2 separate regions of the Macaca mulatta genome follow, and region 1 is linked to region 2. A link is a contact called in public Hi-C data. All regions are on one chromosome and are shown on one strand. The core of a region is the stretch at or near the end of the contact, and the rest is flanking DNA. Distances in the headings are between cores, read along the strand shown. Region 1 holds the start of ZNF573 (zinc finger protein 573). Region 2 holds the start of ZFP30 (ZFP30 zinc finger protein).

Region 1 (3,601 bases), core at 915-3,414, 120 kb before region 2:
TTGTATTTTGTAGAGACAGCGTTTTGATGTGTTGCTCAGGCTGGTCTCAAACTCCTGGACTCAAGCGATCTGCCTGTCTTGGCCTCCCAAAGTACTGGGATGACAGGCATGCAACACAGCCCCTGGCCTGTTTTAATTTTATTAATTGGCTGATTCATTCAGACACATAATTATCAAGTTAAATCTCACTATTTCCTTAGCATTTCACGTCAATTTAGCTTAGAAAATGTATTCCTAACTCAATATTTTAAAACATATACAATTAGCCAGGTGCGGTGGCACATGCCTGTAATCCCAGCTACTTGGGAGGCTGAGGCAGGAGAAGCACTCAAACCCGGGAGACAGAGGTTGCAGTGAGCCGAGATCGCACGACTGCACTCCAGCCTGGTCAACAGAGCGAGACTCCATCTCAAAAAAAAGCCAAAAACGTTTTCTCCAGATCATTTTTACATTTAATTATTCAGTCTGTTTTGACTATGCCTTAAAGAATTAAGTAAATATAACTTCACTTCTACCCACTCATTAGTCAATGTACCTAACACAATTTATTCAATAAACCAGTCCATTCCCAACAGCATCAAAAGTAAGTACATTTCCCAATGTATATTAATACAGCCATTATGGAAAATAATATGGCGATTCATCAGAAACTAAAAATAGAATTACTCTATGTTCCAGCAATCCCACCTGTGGGTGTATAGCTAAAGGAATTGAAATCAGCATGCTGAAGAGAGAACTGCACTACCATATTCACTGCAGCATTATTCTGCATTGGATATGGAAGCAACCTAGGTGTCCAGCATGTTATAAATGGATGAAGAGAATGTTACATATTATATATATAATGTCATATACATATATATGTATATATAAAGGAATACTATTCACTTTTTAAAAAGAGGAAAATTGGCCGGGCACAGTGGCTCACACCTGTAAACACAGCACTTTGAGAGGCCAAGGTGAGTGGATCACCTGAGGTCAGGAGTTCGAGACCAGCCAGATCAACATGGTGAAACCCTGTCTCTACTGAAAATACAAAAATTAGCCGATGTAGGGGCGCATGCCTATAATCCCAGATACTTGGGAGGCTGAGACACAAGAATTGCTTGGACTGGGCAGGCAGAGGTTGCAGTGAGCTGAGACTGTGCCACTGCATTCCAGCCCGGGCGACAAGAGTGAAACTCCGTCTCAAGATGGAGTTTTTAAAAAACAAATAAAAGATAGATTTTTAGAAAATAAATAAAAAATAAAAATAAAACGAGGAAAATTCTGTCATCTGTGACAACATGGATAAACCAAGAGGACATTATGCTAAGTGAGAGAAGCCAGGAACAGAAAGACAAATACAAATATCACATAAGTGGTATTTGTGGAATCTAAAAAAGTCTAACTCTTAAGAGGCAGAGAATAGTGTTTACCAGAGACTGAAAAATGGGGGAAAGGGAGATATTAATTAAAGGAGTACAAAATTTCAGTTAGTTAGCAGGAACAAACTTTAGTAATCTATTGCACAGAATAGCAACTACATAAATAATGTGTTGTATGTTTCAAAATTGCTCAAAGAGTAGATTTTAAATGTTTTCACCACAAAAAAGTGAGGTGACAGATTTAATTAGCTTGACTTAATCATTTCACATTGTAAACATAGATCAAAACAGCATATTGTACTCTATCAGTATATAAAACATACAATTAATATTTGTCCATTCTTTAAAAGTTACTTTTCTCATACCTTATAACAAGGCTGGACCTCCTCAGGGGACACAGAGCAGAGTCCCCGCCCTCGGGAGCTCATACCCGATCCCCCACGCTCGCCCTCGCGGCCACACCTTGAACCCCCTCCCCGACCGGCTCTACACTCAACCAGCCCGAGGCTTCCGGCAGCTCCGAGTTCGGATTCCCCTTCTCAGCCTTCTGTGGTCACTGAAACCCTCAGGACTCCGAGGACAAGTCGAACATGGCTTCGCCTCAGCTATCTTCGCCAGCGCAGTAAGTCTCTGTGTCTGCGCACTCCGGGTAGAGGGAAGATTAAACCCTCCGGGAGCCAGCGTCCGACGGTGCCTGCAATCTAACCGGGATTTGGGGTTCCGAGACACTTTTCCCACAAGCCACCGCCGTCATGGATCTTTAGGCTTAAACTACATTTCCCAGAGGGCAACGGGAACACCCAATCTATGGCTTCCTTTCCGTTTTCGCGTGGTTCTTTTGCAAGGTGAGTTGAACTCATTTCAGGATGGGCACAGGGTACTCGCAGGCAGAGCTCTGGGCAATCAAGTTACACTGGAGCCCAACCTAAACCGGCCGGGGTGGTGGAGGAAGCGCTTAAACCGTGGAAGCCTGTAGTTGGATGACCAGTTGTTATCGGAATCTCAGGCCCGTGGGTGCATGAACAGCAGAGGAGGGTATTTGAGTGCGCACGTGAGAGAATGTTGTATATGTCAGATGGAGAATGTTTGAGAGTGTGTGAGAGAGAAACTGTGCGTGTGAGAGGCTGTGATGTGCCTCCTTGACGGTGGGTGCGGTTGTGAGGCTGTGACAGGTGAGTGAGTGGCTGTGCTTGCGTGACGGGGATGTGAGGTGCTTGTCCTTTTCATGTACGTTGATTGCGGTGGCACTGCGGTGTCACTTTGAGTCGTGGCTGTAGGTTCCTGGATGCGTCTTCTCCCCTCTCTCCTCACAGCTGCTTGCGGCTGACACACACACAAAAAATGTCTGCAAGAGGGAAATTGGATACTGAACTCTAAATGAAGTTTTCCAGCAAGAAGGCATTGACTTGCTGTGAGATTGGAAACGCCTGGGAGGTTATTTCTTTGTGAACTCTGAGAGCGAGCTACTTGTCTCAGAACCTCGTCTTTCCCAGAGCTCTGACCCCAGGAACCTGCTGTGAACTCATACCCAGATTCCAGCCTCCCTCCTACCTCCATGTGTTAAAGTGTGTGAACAGGGAAGGTGTGGAGGGTATTGTGTTACGAGGCATTCCGTGCTTCAAGGAAGGACCTGGTAACTCATGATTCTTTTCCCCCTCCTTGGTCCTGCTATTACTCAAAAGGACTCTGATGAGGAGGAAAAAAATTCTTTCACGTCTAAAAATCAATGTTTAGGCTAGTTGGCTTTTTTCTTTCCTAAGATTACTGGTTTTAGGGCATGCTTCCCTTTGTCTGAAATGTGTCTGAATGTCCTAATACCAATCTGCTTTTTTCCCAGTAGATTTTGGGAGCCATTGAGCTGAATCTCATTAACGTTCTTATATTCTGCCGAGTGTGGTGGCTCATGCCTGTAATCGCAGCATTTTGGGAGGCCAAGGCGGGCGGATCACTTGAGGTCAGGAATTCGAGACCAGGCTGGCCAACATGACGAAACCCCATCACTACTAAAAATACAAAAATTAGTCTGGCATGATGGTGCACGGTTGTAATCCCAGCTACTCGGGAGGCTGAGGAAGGAGAGCCCAGGAGGCGGAGGTTGCAGTGAGCCGACATCTTGCCACTGCACTCCAGCCTGGGCTACAGAGCAAGACTCTCAAAAAAAAAAAAAAAAAAAAAAATCTCATATTCATTTGGCATATCATTCAGATTCTTCCATGTATTCTCATATGGTAAAG
Region 2 (3,498 bases), core at 747-3,246:
GATCTAGATGCCCAGTGGTCCTGTCTCTACTTCGCACTCTCTCTATCAAGATCATTGTGATGTTTCGGAAGCATAAATATGAACCCAGCCCTCCCGTGTTTAATTCCTGCTCCCCATTACTTACAGAATGAAGTTCAAGTTCCTGTGCTTGGCATTCAGGGTCTTTGAAAATCTAGACTTTGTTTACCCCTGTAGTTCCCCTCCCCACTCCCTAAAGGCACCCCACACTTCAGCCATGCACAGACATTTGCAAGTCCCCAAATGCTGACTGCCAGGTCATACCTCCATGACTCTTGAGTCAACAATCCTTTTTTTTTTTTTTTTTTTTTTTTGAGATGGAGTCTTGCTCTGTCGCCCAGGTTGGAGTACAGTGTTGCGATCTCGGCTCAGTGTAACCTCCACCTCCTGGGTTCAAGCGATTCTCCTGTCTCAGCCTCCTGGGTAGCTGGGATTACAGGCATGTGCCACCATGCCCAGCTAATTTTTGCTTTTTTTTTTTTTTGATGGAGTCTCGCTCTGTCGCCAGGCTTAAGTGCAGCGGTGTGATCTCGGCTCACTGCAACCTCTGACTCTCTGGTTGAAGCTATTCTCCTGCCTCAGCCTCCCCAGTAGCTGAGATTACAGACACACGGCTACCACGCCCAGCTACTTTTATTTCTAGCAGAGACACGGTTTCACCATGTTGGCCAGGATGGTCTCAGGATCACCTGAGGTCAGGAGTTTGAGACCAGAATGCTTGGAGACATTGAATTTATCCAAGAGTTCATCTAGGAACAAAGGAGAAAAAACAAATCTCATTTGTTAGAATATTCCAAGTCCAGGTATGGAAGAAAATAAAATGCCTCTCCCTCCTGTTTCATGGTGTCCTATTCATTTCAATTTTCTGACACAGTCCTACAAGTCCATCATTTGGAAGTAACAGCAACCTTATTCCTTTCCAATTTTTTTTTCCTGCAATTGTTTTACTTGCCTAACACCACAGTCCTGAGGGTACACAAGGGCCAGATGCAGATAATCAAAATCCCAACACTCAGTTTCGTAGAGACCCACAAACCGTCTCCATGGAAAACCAGAACCAGAAGCGCTGCCCTAGCAAAAGCATTCTGGAAATAACACGGGACGAGGCAGAGCCACAGTCACAGATCCGATCTCAGGTACGTCACAAACGCAGACACAAACCGCACAGATCCCAGAGACCCCTACAGCCGGCGTCAGAGTCGGGCACCACCGCGCAGCTCTCTCTGCGGCACCATCACAATCCCCTGCAGGAGAACGGCACACGCGCACTCATCATCCCCCGTGCCCGGAAACACTACCCCGCCTGCGGCCAGGCACTCGGTCCAGGTGCGCGGGGGCGCGGCGGCCGTCACTCAGCAAACACCACAGGGAGCACGCGCCGCGCCTTGGTCCAGGCTCGCCACACTGGGGTTTCCTCCATCCAGCTCACCGCCAGGGTCACGGCTACAGGCCTAGGTTTGGACACTCCATCCCCATCGGGATCCTGTAGCCAACCTCCACCCACCTCCAAATCTCCCGACCCCTCTGCACGTGCGGCCCCACGCCGTCTCCCTTGCTCCCTGAAGAGCCCCCAGGTTCGCCCCGCGCGCTTGCGCACTCCGGGCAGAAGCCGATTTCCAAAGGATCCAGTGAGGCGTCGCTGGGGGCGGGGCGGGGCTCGCAGCTTCCGCCTGGCGCCGAGCTGAGAACCAAATGAAAAATAAAAAGCCGAAATATTGGTTTTTTAAGTTTTGGACCGCAGTGTCCACAGGGGAGCAGGCCCGGATTATCTTTAATGGCACTGGTCAGTCACGGGGCCCCCATTAGAGGTAGAGGCCTGAGGCAAGGGACACTACCGTCCCTCTGGGTGCACCTCCCCCGCCGCACTATCCCTGCCGAGACCCTGCCCCACGCGCCCCTCCCACTCCGGAGCAGCCGCGGGACTTGCCTCCGCCCCCCGCGCGCTTGCGCATTCGCGACCGAGACAGGCGCTCTCCCGTATTCTGGCGCCGCTGACTCCACGGCTGGACGATCCTCGGAGTCCGGTGAGGCTGGGGCTGGGAGCCGGGCGCCGCTGTGGCCGCTACTTTTCTGAGGGAAAAGAGCGCGGGGTGGGTTATTTTGCAGGCAGGACCGGAGGTGGAGAAAAGGTTCCTATGGAGCCTCAGGCCGCTGTGCGTTTTTTCCCGGGACTGAGCTTCTGCAGCCCTGAGGCCTGGAGGCCCGGACGGCAGTAATTGTGCCGGGCCCGGTTCGTGGGTGCGGCCTATGGTGCAATTGGAGACCCAGGCTCCGCGCATCTCCTTCCGCTCTTCAGTCGCTTAGGCTCGGCCGTAGCGAAAAGGTCCAAGAGGGAAGTCACAGGTGAACGCCCCAAGATGAAGGTCCCCTGCAAAACGCTGGGACCTAGATTTGGGGCGGGTGTCTGGGGTCTGGGAGGACACCTGGACAGTTCCGAAAAGACACAGTGGGTGGTCCCGGGGCGTGGGCAACTGGGTATGGAACTACAGCGTACCCGGAACTTCGAACCCAGACGCGGGTGATTGCGGATCCTCTGCCCTGTCGTTTCCATTTGTGCATGCAGGTGGCGGTTCGCTGGGGCCAGGGAAGCGTGGAGGGGGGGTTCCAATCAAGAAAAGGCTGGGGTGTCCTGAACCGTGCCTGCTTCCCCAGCCCTGCCGGTTTCCAGAGGAGGCGCCTGAGAAGGAGAAACGAATCGCTGCTGCTCTTCTAAAAGCCGGTTCCGTGTGAGTTCGTGCTGCTGCTTTGTTTCTGTGAAATGCATTCGACTTCCTTCCGTTTAAAATCCTGCTTGAGAATGATCTATTTATTCATTGATTTGGGCCTTAGGATTTCCCTACCTCGTTAACGACAGGGGACCTAATTAATAGATTTCCCTTTTTTAGTGCCTACTTCATGCTGTTCTATAGTTAGTTACGTGGTTACTTAACTGTATGTTCAGTTACTCTGTGAGCGCCGTTTTTCTAAGGATTTTGATGATATGGAAATACCCTTGCTTGAGATTAATGTTCATACTTTGTTTTTGTTAAGGAGTTTTCTAGGGTTTAGATATGTTTTAATGATTCCGGGATAGAAAGATGATGTCTTTTTTTCCAGGAAATTCCTGAGTAGAAGTTTTTGGTACCAGCCAGATGTGATTTGAGGTTTGGCAGCATGAGTTTATTTTGGGTATATCTTTGGATCGACTGACAGAGGTGTAGTGTAGTGTAGTGATTAAGTATTTCGAGCCTAGATTAAGTGGATTTGAATCCTGACTGCCACTTAAAGCTAAACGAGTTTAAGCAATCTGTGCTTCAGTTTCCTCATAATTGTAATAGTGTATACTCACGGTGTTGTTTTGAAGATGACATGAATTAATATTTGTGAAGCTCTTAGGAGAGTGCCTGGCACATAGTGAGTCCTTAATTCATCGTAGCCACTGGTATTAAAATGATGATGCTCAGTCATTCCCTGTCAGCTTTGTTTATTCCCAAGAGCAAT

What was found. Hi-C and Micro-C count contacts between places; a contact is called where the count stands out from the background.
Region 1: a contact with region 2 is called in a Hi-C map of liver, with 2.6 times the contacts expected there. The contact joins the promoter of ZNF573 here to the promoter of ZFP30 in region 2. A contact is called at or near these places in 2 of 14 Hi-C or Micro-C datasets (fetal cortex germinal zone and liver).

What each region holds. Positions count from the first base shown.
Region 1 is chr19:48,864,508-48,868,108 of T2T-MMU8v2.0, reverse strand. ZNF573 (zinc finger protein 573) reads left to right here and starts at 2,164. Exons shown (of 7, transcript XM_077982496.1): 1 at 2,164-2,212. It overlaps LOC144337445 (a long non-coding RNA gene), which reads right to left and starts at 2,074. Exons shown (of 2, transcript XR_013410608.1): 1 at 1,733-2,074.
Region 2 is chr19:48,745,436-48,748,933 of T2T-MMU8v2.0, reverse strand. ZFP30 (ZFP30 zinc finger protein) reads left to right here and starts at 1,996. Exons shown (of 7, transcript XR_013410589.1): 1 at 1,996-2,042; 2 at 2,671-2,742.